2 separate regions of the Mus musculus genome follow, and region 2 is linked to region 1. Evidence: chromatin contacts called from public HiChIP or PLAC-seq data. All regions are on one chromosome and are shown on one strand. Each heading gives the region's core, a stretch centred on a gene start, on an enhancer-like site or on the middle of the called end of the contact. The rest is flanking DNA. Distances are from core to core; before and after follow the strand shown.

Region 1 (6,042 bases), core at 2,229-4,728:
GGAGCCTGTGGGACTGTGCAGATTAACTACCCCCAAACACAAGCTGCTCTCCTGCCCCAGTACACGCAGGGACCTGAGAAGCTCTGACTGGGCCCCTGCCTCTCTTTGACTACCTCCATGGTGGTGACGATGTCAGGCCACTTGTGTAGTCTCTGGTTACTTACCAAGATCTCAAGACGTGGGTTTCCTGGTTGTGGCTGCTGATGATTTAGGGACCAGGAGTCCTGCCTTTGCCAGGAGATAGACATCCAGTCTGGAGGATGTCTCTAGAGAGGCCAGAGACACAGATTCCTCACTCTCTGACACAGGGATGGGATAGAGCAGTGGAGGAATAGAAAGAGGACATAAATAGCAATCTATTAAAATAGCTTTTATTTACTCCTTCCAAATTGCTGATATTGTATCTTTTCTTTCATTCATTCAACAGATGTGCTGTTGTTATCATGAGTGAGTGAATGAATGAATGAGTGAATGAATGAATGGGCGAAGGCTAGCTTGTTTTCCTTGGTTCTCTATCATCTATCCTGGAGGGGAAGCAGCTCAGTCGGAGTCAGGAAAAGGCCAGTGCACAGGAACTGTGGAAGGCAGAAACACAAAGGAAGCTGGAGAACAAGGCTCTGAGATGCACACTTATAATCTCAGGACTCAGGAAGCTGAGGTGGGAGATGATGAGTTCAAGGACAGCCTTGAATACTTAAGGAGACCCCATCAAGAAGATACCAAGCACCACCTTTCTATGTGCAAAGAGCATGTGGTTCTCAGCCTGGGGGTGCATCAGAACCTCCCCGCAACTCGGATCCTGCTAACTGTTCCTGGCCCTTCCCCACCAACCTAGTCTGAGACCTGGGCTAGGCACAGGGGCTATGATGACCAAGAAGTTTCAAATGCCCAGTGGACTGTAACCTGAAATCAGGCAGAGGATGCACGAAGGAGCCCTGCTGGTCCTGGCTAGGTTTGTTTTAAATGTGTATAGTTTGCTGAAAGATTGATTGTACTGCTGCTGGGTGACTCAAGGCCTTGGGAGCAGAAGTCCTTGTGTACTCTGACACGCAGCCCTTCACTCTGGGATCAGCCCCACTAGCGCCTTCTGTTTTAAGTCTACTTCTGCACCTCTAAATCACATGCCTTCATTCCTGGGAGCCAATTTTAACCTCAGTGTCTATAGAATCTCTTGAGAAGTGCAGAGACCTTACAAGTATGAATTGCCCTTCCCGTCCTCTGATTTTGAGTAGTTGTAGAATTAATGTTTATCCTATTGGTATATTCTTACACTTGAACATTCTTTTAAATTTTTCTTTGGGATATTTCTGTGTGTGTGTGTGTGTGTGTGTGTGTGTGTGTGTGTGTGTGTGTGTGCATGTCAACAGAGCTATTCATTCTTCCAGCTGAGCAATTTACACTCCTGCCTACATGGGCTGTGCTTCTCCAGGCTCAGTTCTTGGTGACCACACGACTAGAAAGCCTTCTCTGGGAGGGAAATGAGCCCTCAGAACACATTTTTTTTTCTACATTCAGGATGAGGCAGTATTGAGAACAGCAGTTTGATACCCAAATAAACCCTTTGAAGCACCATACCTAGGTATGGACAAGCATGTATGTAATTCCATTACCTGTGCAGCATAGAGAGCCTGGCTAGCCTAGAGGCAACACCGCCACCAACAGTAACAGCATAACAATATCAACAATTACAAAATAAGAACAATAACAACAAAAACCCCAAGCCAAAACCAGAATCAATAAAGTAAAAGAAAACAAAAGCAGTAATATAAATCAGTCTCCCTCAGCTTCTCTCAACCAGAATACGATACAATCTAATAGTAGTAAATAATAGGAAATAAGAGTGACCTATTACCTGTCTAGCTGTTAAAAGGCAGTGTATAGGGCAGGTGAGGTGGCTCAGGGGGTAGAGGTACGTGTTGCTAAGTTTGATAACCTGGTTTGATCACGGCGACTCACATGGTAGGAGAAGAGAGCCGATTCCTGTCAGTCGTCCTCTGACTTCCACACACATGGCCTGGCACACACAAGTTCATTCACATGCACATAATAAAAGAAGAAGCAAAAGAAGAGGAAGAGGAGGAGGAAGGGAGAGGAGAAGAAGGAGAATGGGGAGAAGGAGGAGAAGGAGGAGGAGGAGAGCGCTTAAACAGTAATAGCAGAAGTTGTTTGTGACATTTGGGTCAGATGAGGGTGGTAGCAATTCTTCCTTTGTGATGTTCTTTACTGGTCACCACCCTCTTTCATATTAACACAGTGGGAGAAACTCTTGTCATTTCTGTTGGTGTTGAATGTTTCATTTGCATATATATTTTCATTGGCTGCTGGAAAAAAATCTCATTTGCATGTATAGTTTCAGTAGTCATGGAAAACCTCTTTCATAAAAGAAACATGTTTCCTTCTGGTATTAACAGGTGGGTGAGGGGACTGGGCGGGTCTCCAGCTGACAGGATCACCTTGGGGTGAAATGTTCCAGACCCATAATAAATGGAAGTACCCAACAGCTGCTGGGGTAGAAGATGTGTGGATTATCTGTAATGCATAGGTGTTTGTAGTTGGAAGTATCTTCCTGATCTTTCTCTTTGTCACCACTGTCCTTCCAGTCTACACAGGGGTGTCAGAGACACAAGTGATCAGGTAATGAAAAATCTCATTTGCATGTATAGTTTCATTAGTAATGGAAGCCTGGGGGTCCGGGCTGAGGAGCCCCATCCACCACACTGCCAGTAACCATGTCCTCCGTGGGAGTAGAGTGAGCTGCTCAGATTCCTTCAGTTTTCTGTGTGTGCTGAGCACCAGGTATCTAGGTACTATGCTCACTCTCCGCACATCAATTTCTGTTACTCATCAGAATCCCTGCGTGTGAATGAGAGGAAAGATGCAATAAGACTCAACTTCTGAAGGGTATCTTGAAGACTTAAGATCTCAGAAATCCACCCAGGTTACTCCAATCTCAGTAGCTACACTCCTAGAAGGAAAGGCTATGAATTGCCCATTATATTTGGCCAGTCTGTTGAGACTTCAGCCATTGACTTGTTGAAATTCTCTTCCCCCACTGGTCCTGGGAAAATACAAATGAACTAATTGCATCCTCTGGTGGGAACTGGTGCTCCTCCACTCCCGAGTCTCCACAGAACCCTCTGGTTCCCTCAACTCCTTCTCCCCATGGCCAGAACATACTATGTGTCTTACAAGTCTATTGCAGGGCGCTATCTTGTGCTGCTATATAGGGTCGAGTCTCCTTTGTGGTTGAATGAAGCAGTGCTAATCAGAGTCACTGAGGAGTACAGTAGGCCACTTTCCTGCCTGCCCATAGTGTGGTGAATGTGTATGCAGGGAGGCACAGAGAGGCAGCAGACAGGTACCCACATCCACTGCTCATAGCACTAAACTTTGGGAAGGAAACAGACCCATGCAGAGTCATAGGCACATGGCCTCGTAGGGTAGCTGAGAGCTGGTCCACCTGATTTCAGAAGCCACAGCAATGTTGGTGGACTAGGCTTCACAGGAAATGATGACTGACTTCAGGCAGAGGTGGAGTGATAGGGTCTGTGGTTTTGTTTTTAATTAATTAATTAACTCATAGTACCAGGAATTGAGCATAAGACCTATGTAAGTTTTTTTTTTTTCTACAGAGATAAGGTCTCACTAACTTTCACAGGCTGACCTTGAACTTGTGATCACCCTGCCTCAGCCTCCTGAGGAGCTGGGATGATCTGCTGCTGTCTCCAGGCTCAGATATTTGGTACTTAAAAAGATGATTTGGGTATCTGTGTAGGAAGTGGGTTGTGGAGAAAAGGATGAAGTGAATCTAGACAGGCATGGAGACTTCTGCTGATGTACTGAGGGAGGGGGGCTGGGCTGGACTGGGGTGAGTGGAAGGGTGGCTAAGGTCTCTGGGAGCACTTAGGTGGGACTTGGCCAGGAAGAATGGGGCAAAAGGACATCTATGAAGAGTTTTGTTATTTGCGACTAGGTGTCACTATGTAGCTCACAGTGGCCTGAAATTCAAGATCACCCTCCTGTCTCAGCCTCCCAAATGCTGGGACAAGAAGCCTGCATGACAACAGCAAAGTCTCAGGCTTTTGGCCTGAATGGCTCAGTGTATGGTGGGATCTTCTCATGGGCGGGTAAGGGAAGGGGAGGGGAGAGGAGGGGAAGGGAGGGGAGGGGAGGGGAGGGGAGGGGAGGGGAGGGAAGAGGCGAGAATGAAATCGTGTATGGCATTGTGCCATCCAAGCATGTCCTCCAGTGGCTATATCTAGTGGGTAGCGGGTAGGCTGGGACAGCATGTGGGGTGAAGGCCAGAGCAGAAGATATTACTTCAACTGTCACTCTCAATAGAATTTAAAGTGGTTGAATAATAAGGGGAGATGATAAAATATTTGGAATGATTTAGTCTCATAAAACAAATGTCATGTTAGATGCAAGTCTGACTACATCATCTGAGTATCCTCTAATAAGATCATTTAGAACCCTGGCGCTCTGGGCTGGGGCAGGTGCTGCTCATACAGCTGAGCTATGTGGGCCCCAGCAGCCACTACACTTGCTTAGCTTCAGTTCTTTATAGTCCTGTCGGAGGCTCCCTGCCCACTCCTCAGGATGTGGGTGGGTACACACAGCTGCTGCTTTCTCTCTATTGTCCTCCACCTCCTCCTTCTTTTCCTCCTCTTCCTCCACCTCCTCTTCCTCCTCCAACTCCTCTTCCTCCACCTCTTCCCCCTGTTACTGCCCCTCCACCTCTTCTTACTCCACCTTGTCCTCTTCTTCCTCATCCTTCTCCACTCTCTCTCTCTCCATCCACCACCTCCTATTTCTCCACCCACTTCTTCCTTCTTTCTTCACTTCCTCCTTCTCTTTGTCCTCCTCCCTCTCTTCTTCCTCTTCTTCTTACTCCTCTTCTCATTTTCTGTTTGACATGGGGTCTTGCTCTATAGCCCAGTCTGACTGGTCTTTTACCAACAAAACAAAAACAATCAACAGCAGCAGCCACAACAACAAAACCCAAAATAAGCAAAACCCCCAAACTCTCCAGCTGTCGCTCCTTTAGTGCCGAGATGTAAGAAACAAATTGATCTAGCTCATTTTCATCTGAGGTGCTCTCAGAGTTCAGTGGAGTTGCAGAAAAGCACAACTATCCCTGTCCATAGCTGGCAGCAGGGTTATCTCTCTCAGAACTCTGGGGTTGGAAAATTATGGTCAGTCCACTATGTGACTGAGCCCAGGGTCAGAAAAGGGGCAAACTATAGCCCCAAATCACTCATTAGCTATGTGGGCCCCAGCAGCCACTACACTTCCATAACTTGAGTTCTTTTTTTAAAAAAAATTTTCATTAGATATTTTCTTCATTTACATTTCAAATGCTATCCTGAAAGTCTCCTATACCCTCCCCATGCCCTGCTCCCCAACCCACCCACTTCTGCTTCCTGGCCCTGGCATTCCCCTCTACTGGGGCATATGATCCTTGCAAGACCAGAGGCCTCTCCTCCCATTGATGGCTGACTAGGCCATCTTCTGCTACATATGCAACTAGAGGGGTTCTGGGGGGGAGGTACTGGTTAGTTCATATTGTTGTTCCTCCTCTAGGGTTGCAGACCCCTTTAGCTCCTTGGGTGCTTTCTCTAGCTCCTTCTTTAGGGGCCCTGTGTTCAAGCTCCTAGAGTCCTAAACCTGTAGAACAGGGAACTGGGAAGTGGGCAGGTCCTAGCCTATGGGAGAAGAGGGCAGGGATTTTCAGGATTGGAGGACCTGTGTCAAATCAGCACACAGGCCATTGTTACCTTTTCTCTGCATTGACATCTCTTTTCCGCAGAATTGAATATTTTAATTACCACCGTCTCTTGACTCTTATATCACCTTATTTCCAGTATGAGACTAGGCAAGTGCCACCATGCCCAGTTCAACCATCCCTGTTTCTTAGAGCACACATGCTCATCCACCCAAGCTAGCATTGTAAAGGACATTTGCTATAAGTTATCATTTATTTACCTGGGAATATTTCACCCACATTACTCTAGCCTCCACAGCTTCCTGACTGGACTAGAT
Region 2 (5,934 bases), core at 3,195-5,694, 41 kb after region 1:
CTTTGTGTGCATCCGTGTTCCTGTCTCCTTTTCTTACAAGGACATCAGTCAAATTGGACTAGAACCAAGCTAATCCACTTGCTTTATCTGAAATACCTTCTTAAGGACCCTATCGTCAAATACAAGTCCCATTCTGAGGCACTAGGGTTTTAGATTTCACATAGAAACTCGAGGAGGAGGGACACAGTCTGTGATAAGCATCTTAGGTGGTGGTAATGAGCCTCCAGTTGCATAGGAATCCCTCGGTAGACACAGGAGATTCAGGGGCCACGGCGATCCCTCCGTAAGACACAGGAGACACAGTGGCCATGGTGGTCCCATCATAGGGATTTTTCCAACCAGACTTTCATAGACTCTGAGTGTGGTGAGTCCTGGAGTACTGGGGCAAGGTGTCTCTGTGGGTGCACCCGCTGTTTTATCCCACCATGGCATTAAGCAGTGATTAACACCATGCTGACAGTTGAAGTCTGGTGCCCACATTTCCCACTTGGCTGCCAGACCCTCACAGGTCTCTTAGCCTCTGGAAGAGGTGATCAGGTGCCTGTTTGTGTGACATTTGCTGCCCAGCCAGGCAATAGAAGAGGCGTGATGTTCGTGATGAACTCAGGATTAAACCTGAGATGAAGACAGAGCCTGTAGTTGGTTCTAATTTTTCCATGCTTATGCCAAGCAGATATAGGGACTGCTAGATTCTGAGACCATGTCTAGGTACATGAAGATATTGCTTTGGTTGGGCATGCTGCCACACACTCTGGCCACACTTACAGAGAATCAGGTGGAAGACAGAGCTCAGTTGGTATAGTGTTTGCCTAGGGATCCATTTCCAGCACCACACAAAATGGGCATGGCCATCCTATGCACAAGAGATAGAGGCAGGAGGATTAGTAGTTCAAGGTCTTCCTCAGCTATATAGCAAATTAGAGGCCAGCCTGGGCTATACGAGAACCTCCCCTCTATATACAGACAGGAGGTGGGGTATGGGTTCCCCTGCTTGTTGTTCTGCTTCTAAGCCCACCACCCCTGTGTACAAAGAACTCCTGTAGGCTGCCCTCAAGTCCTGTGACTCAGGAGGTCTCCGGGCAAAGAGCTTTTGTGATAGAGGATAGGCAGTTTCAGGCAGTGGGAAGGGAGGCTTGCTAGCCTCTCTGGGCTGCCTATGATTCCAGGGGACTTTAACACAAATAGAAAGTGCAGACTCACAGTTCACTGGAGACTGTAGGCAGCTTGAGGGTGGGAAGTCACACTTTGGATCCCTTGCCTTCAATTTGTTTCTATACAGTGATGGTATAAGGGAGGTACAACCTGCCAGCTGTCAGTCAATGAAACCAGTCACATCAGTGTCATGCAGTTCTCTGTCCCCAGAATAATCACTTTCAAGTCTGTGGCTTTGCATTCAGAGCCCTTAACATATTTTACAAGGCATGCTTGCGTGAGAGCATTGAGACTATCCCCACTGTCAGAGTCAGAGTCCTTTATGACTCTGGACTCCACAATGGAGCCCCTGTTCTTCTGGAGTCATATGTAAAGCAATACTAGCAGCATGGGTGACATGCATTCCACTACACATTCTTCCATGCTTCTAGCAGAGATCACAAATTGATCACAGCACATTCGATCTCTACAAATAAGCAATGGGCACTCTTCCTCATGTCTAGTTCTAGACCAGACATTACTAGTCAATCAAGGCACATTTGATCTCTGTTGGTTTGTAATGGCTGCTCTTTGTCACATCTGGCTTCAGACGCCCTTATAGGAGGTTTTACTTGAGTAATCCCATAGTTCCTTCTCCCTATCCCTATTTGTGCCATGGCATTATAGTTGGTTCAGCTTTCTAAGACTCCCTCTGGAGCTAATCAGGCCTGGTATCCTATTGTTCTAATTGAACTTTGAAGACTGGTAGCTTTGTCTGTGAGGCTCTGTGCTCTGAAGAGTGAAAGGCAGTGAAGTTGCCACTTCAGCATGTGCCCATTGTTCCTGTTCATCCCCACAGACTGAAGTTTGCCTCCAAATCTGCTCTTAAGGCAAATAAATTCCTGTGAGATGGAAGACTATTAGTTACTGACTGACATGGAACAAATCCCCCTAAACTCAATGGATTAAAACAATGAACACTAGGCACCTCACAGGAATTGTGTGGTGGGTTTGTGTGGCATCCTGCATCGGAATTTTTGATGGGCTGTCATGGGAATGCCACCAGGGCTGTGTGTAACTCCAGGCTTGATGGAAGGTCTGTAGCTATTATACTCCATGCTGAGTGGATATACTAGTTCTTTGCCACATAGATGGACTTGTCTCTAGGGTAGCACATTTCAGCAAATGGCTTCCCTTATAGTACAGTGAGTGCACATCTTAGGGTCAGAGCCGGGACCCTGGCTGCTCGAAGGAGCAAGGTTCAGCCACTCCTTGGTAGGCCAATTAAAGAGAAAGACAAAGAAAGAAGATTTATTCAAGGTGACCACGAGGAAGAAACACCAAAGATGTCACACACTTTGACACAAAGTTCAGGTTTAAATAAAGGGCAAGGTGTCCACATAGCTATGCAGGTCCATCCAAAGGGTCCTGCACACTGATATTGACTGGTTCTCAGGCCTGTCCTCATTGTTGGACTCTTGTCACTCCTGTAAGGTGGTCTGACAAGATGTCCAAACCATGTGAAATCCTTCCTGAGAGACATGTTTATCTCTGGCTGTCACCAGGGTCCCAGTCTTTTCCTTCGGAATTCTCCCAGAATGAAGGAAATTCCAATTTTCTAGGGACCGTTGTTTCAATAGCATGGTAGCCAAAGGGAGTAGGACAACCAACTAGATTCTTTGCAGAATGTCTTCACTCCTTTCAGGAGAGTTACGAGTGGGTACCCAAGAGGGAGGGGATGGGGTTTTGTGCATGAAAAACAGATGAGCAAAGAAGTATAAAAGATGACGATGCCTTTTCTCGGTGAGTGTTGAATACGGAGCCTGGTTTTCAATCTGTGGTTTGTGGAGTCTGAGGAGGAAACAAGGCAATCAATGGCTACGCCTTCCCACATTGTTTTCTAGAACAACACAAAAGTAACAGTGCCAATAGTAGAAAGGTTGGTGGGAGTGATGGTAGTGATTACCTTAGTGATACTTACGGTGGTTGTGATTATTATGGTGGTGATGGTGACAAGGTGGGTGTGATGAGGGTAATGATGATGAGTTATGGCAATGATGATGTTAGTGGTGATGGTGGTCATGACGATGGTGGTGGTGGTGGTGTGCTACATGTCATGGGGTCTTGGCAAGTATGTTTCCAGGCAAGTTCTCTTCTGGAATTAGCCACACTTTTCCATGTGACTATGCTCGGGCACATTGGTGTGCCCTAACTCATCCATAGTCAGTTGGTAGGCAGCAGAGCCAAGCATGGTACCTAGCTGCACATGGTACTGCAGCTTCATGGGCAGGACATGGAGGTGGCTGTGCATAAGTGCATTATGGGGTTGCCACGGTGAAAGCTGGCGTCATTCACCTTTATCCCCTGAACCCTCTCAATGACTGTGCCTGATTGCTCCCAAGTTTCTGCAGACCGTCATGTGCTCAAGATAGAGGAGAACAGAAAATAGACACAGTCATCCTAAGGTGCACAGCTTACTTCCACAGGCTGGGCCCTGGGATGAGTTAAATTCTGACTTAGACAGGTGGGCTATAAGAACATTTCTGGGTGGTGTGTGTGTGTGTGTGTGTGTGTGTGTGTGTACATGCCTGTGGTCTCAGTTCTTGGGAGGCTGAGGCAGGAAGATAATGAATTTGTGTCTAGTATGGGCTACATAGCAAAATCCAAACCACACTAGGCAGATTTGGACTCACATTCAACTTTAGCACTTTGTGGTCTTGGGCAAGAGGGGGTCTTGGTCTTTTCTCTCAGTGTCTTTGACAAGTGGTGACACCAGCACCTGCTGTTTTGGATGAGAGCACAGCATCTTTGCCACTGGCTGGCATTGCTGTTTGTCACTGATACATCCTGAAATCTGTACCTTCTGGCCAAGGATCTGAAACCTGCCTGGGTTCTCTTTCATGACAGAGAAATGTTCTCACTGTTCCAGCCACCCTGCTGTGGGGGATTTCCTTGTGGGGACAGAGACAAAGAGGCCCAGTTGCTTCCCAAGGTTACACAGCTGATTTGATGATGAGCTGGACACGGAGGTCAGTCTGGACTCTCCAACCTTATCTTGGTTTTTATACCAGGACCTGCAGGCCCTCTTGGCTCTAGAAGTGCTGACTGAGAGGATGTCTCACAGCTGGAGCAGCTGGAGGGAGGTCAGGCTCAGGGCAGGTCTACTGCATCCTGCTGAGGTTTTGTGCTGTTAGCCAGCTGGCCTTGAGCTGTGGGCACTGACCGGGGTGTCCAGTGTTGCAGGGTCAGGGATGTAAGGGACAGGGGATGTGGTTGCTCACCTTCTGTGGCCACATGGTGCTGCAACTAGGTGTGGCCTAATTCACTGTGGTGACAAGTTGCCTGTGAATGGGGCTAACTTGGCTCTATAGTAGTCATCCACTTATACCATGTGTGCTGTGCTTGTTTGTGTGTCAGTCCTCACTTCCACCTTATTTCAGACTGCATCTCGTCATTCTCTGCATACGCAAGGCTAGTTGGCCTCTCTTGGATCCCCTCCTGCCCCCTCCCCGGAATGCCTGGGTGTCACATGCACGCTCCCATGGCCAACTCTGCATGGGTTGCTGGGGATCCTTACACACTTGTGAGACAAGTGCTTTACCCAGTCCTGGGACAAGCCCATTTGACTTGTCCAAGTCATTAAGTCCTCACAAGACTCTGTGAGGTCATTGGGGCCACCTCCCATAGAACAGCAATCAGCAATGACGAGTTGCTCACCTCCGGTGTCCCAGTGCCAGAGCAATGATTTGGAAGCAGATTGCCCTGCCTGTTAACTACGTGTCCCCCCCCCCCCCCTTGTGTGTGCTGGGACTTCCAGAGGTGAGGAGGAAGAATGGAATGTTGCTACCAGGCTTTTTCTGAAAGAATTTCTCTAGGGTGCTGACAAAGGTGAGTCTTCAGCTTGTTACAGGGCCTACTCCAGGGCTGAAGCAAGAGTGGCCAGCTTAGCTCCCAGGGCCTCTCCTCTACCAGCTCTTAGCCTACAGGATTCTCCAGTTTTGAATTCTCTGGGAGGCCAGATCAGTCTAGTCCCTCAACCAGAGCCGAGTTCATGGGGCCATAGCGCCCCCTGCAGGCTGTGAGTAGAGGTACAGCTACACAAGACTTCATGACTAGTGTTTGTTTGTTTGTTTTTGTTTTGACTTGTTTTTCTTCTTTTAAATCCAAAACAAATATTTGTATAGGTAACGAACCCCAAGAGGACAGCCTAAAAGATTTCCATAGAACAGATGCACACTGGACACAAGAACTCTTGCCTAGCAGTGGGTCCCTTGTTCCCTGGGATCCATAGAAGTTTGGTTCTTGGACAGCCATAGGTACACAGACCCAAAGATGTGCCAGTCTCTTTTATAGAAAGTTTCAGAGTTCCAAATAATCCCCACATACCCACCATTTCCTACACCATCTCTAGATGCTGTATAACTCCTAGCACAGCAATGTGAATGCCTGCCTGCCTGCCTGTCTGTCTGTCTGTCTGTCTGTCTGTGATGGATTGTTTAGTGAATACTGATGATTCAACAATTTAAGTCTATATAAGTAAGCAAGTATATTTTCAGTGTGTGGCTGGTTTCATCAACAGATGTAGGATTGGAGGCTCTGAACCTGTGGATTTGGAGGTCAGTGGTGTTTTTCAAGAGCCATGGGCACTTTACCCTTGCCCGTCTTCCTATCCATGGAGTCACCAGTGATGTGTGCTTTCTACCTGACTTCTTCCATGAGAGATGGATATGTTCACCACATCGCAGGCACCCTCATAGCTGTGCCAACCTGGTCTGTAATAAACCTGAAGGTGCCCATAGGAGC

Evidence for each region. HiChIP or PLAC-seq counts read pairs in DNA pulled down with a chosen protein or histone mark.
Region 2: an H3K27ac HiChIP or PLAC-seq map of regulatory T cells shows a contact between it and region 1, with 3 times the contacts expected there. The contact joins two enhancer-like sites. A contact is called at or near these places in 5 of 15 datasets of contacts at CTCF or cohesin (CD8 T cells, the NIH/3T3 cell line, embryonic stem cells and 1 more), 68 of 484 Hi-C or Micro-C datasets (the C10 cell line, CD4 T cells, CD4 single positive thymocytes and 37 more) and 7 of 115 datasets of contacts at active chromatin or transcription factors (the SCID.adh cell line, bone marrow-derived dendritic cells, embryonic stem cells and 2 more).

Annotation. Positions count from the first base shown.
Region 1 is chr16:5,422,678-5,428,719 of GRCm38.p6, forward strand. The region is part of intron 1 of Gm41414 (predicted gene, 41414); the gene reads left to right. Among named protein-coding and RNA genes, the nearest start is that of Gm41416, 58 kb to the right of the region's middle. Within about 2 kb of position 3,479, at least 9 of the 459 cell types and tissues checked have an H3K27ac peak or open chromatin away from gene starts, as enhancers often do. A contact at or near this core is called in regulatory T cells, where this site is marked.
Region 2 is chr16:5,462,632-5,468,565 of GRCm38.p6, forward strand. No RefSeq gene overlaps it. Among named protein-coding and RNA genes, the nearest start is that of Gm41416, 18 kb to the right of the region's middle. Within about 2 kb of position 4,445, at least 12 of the 459 cell types and tissues checked have an H3K27ac peak or open chromatin away from gene starts, as enhancers often do. A contact at or near this core is called in regulatory T cells, where this site is marked.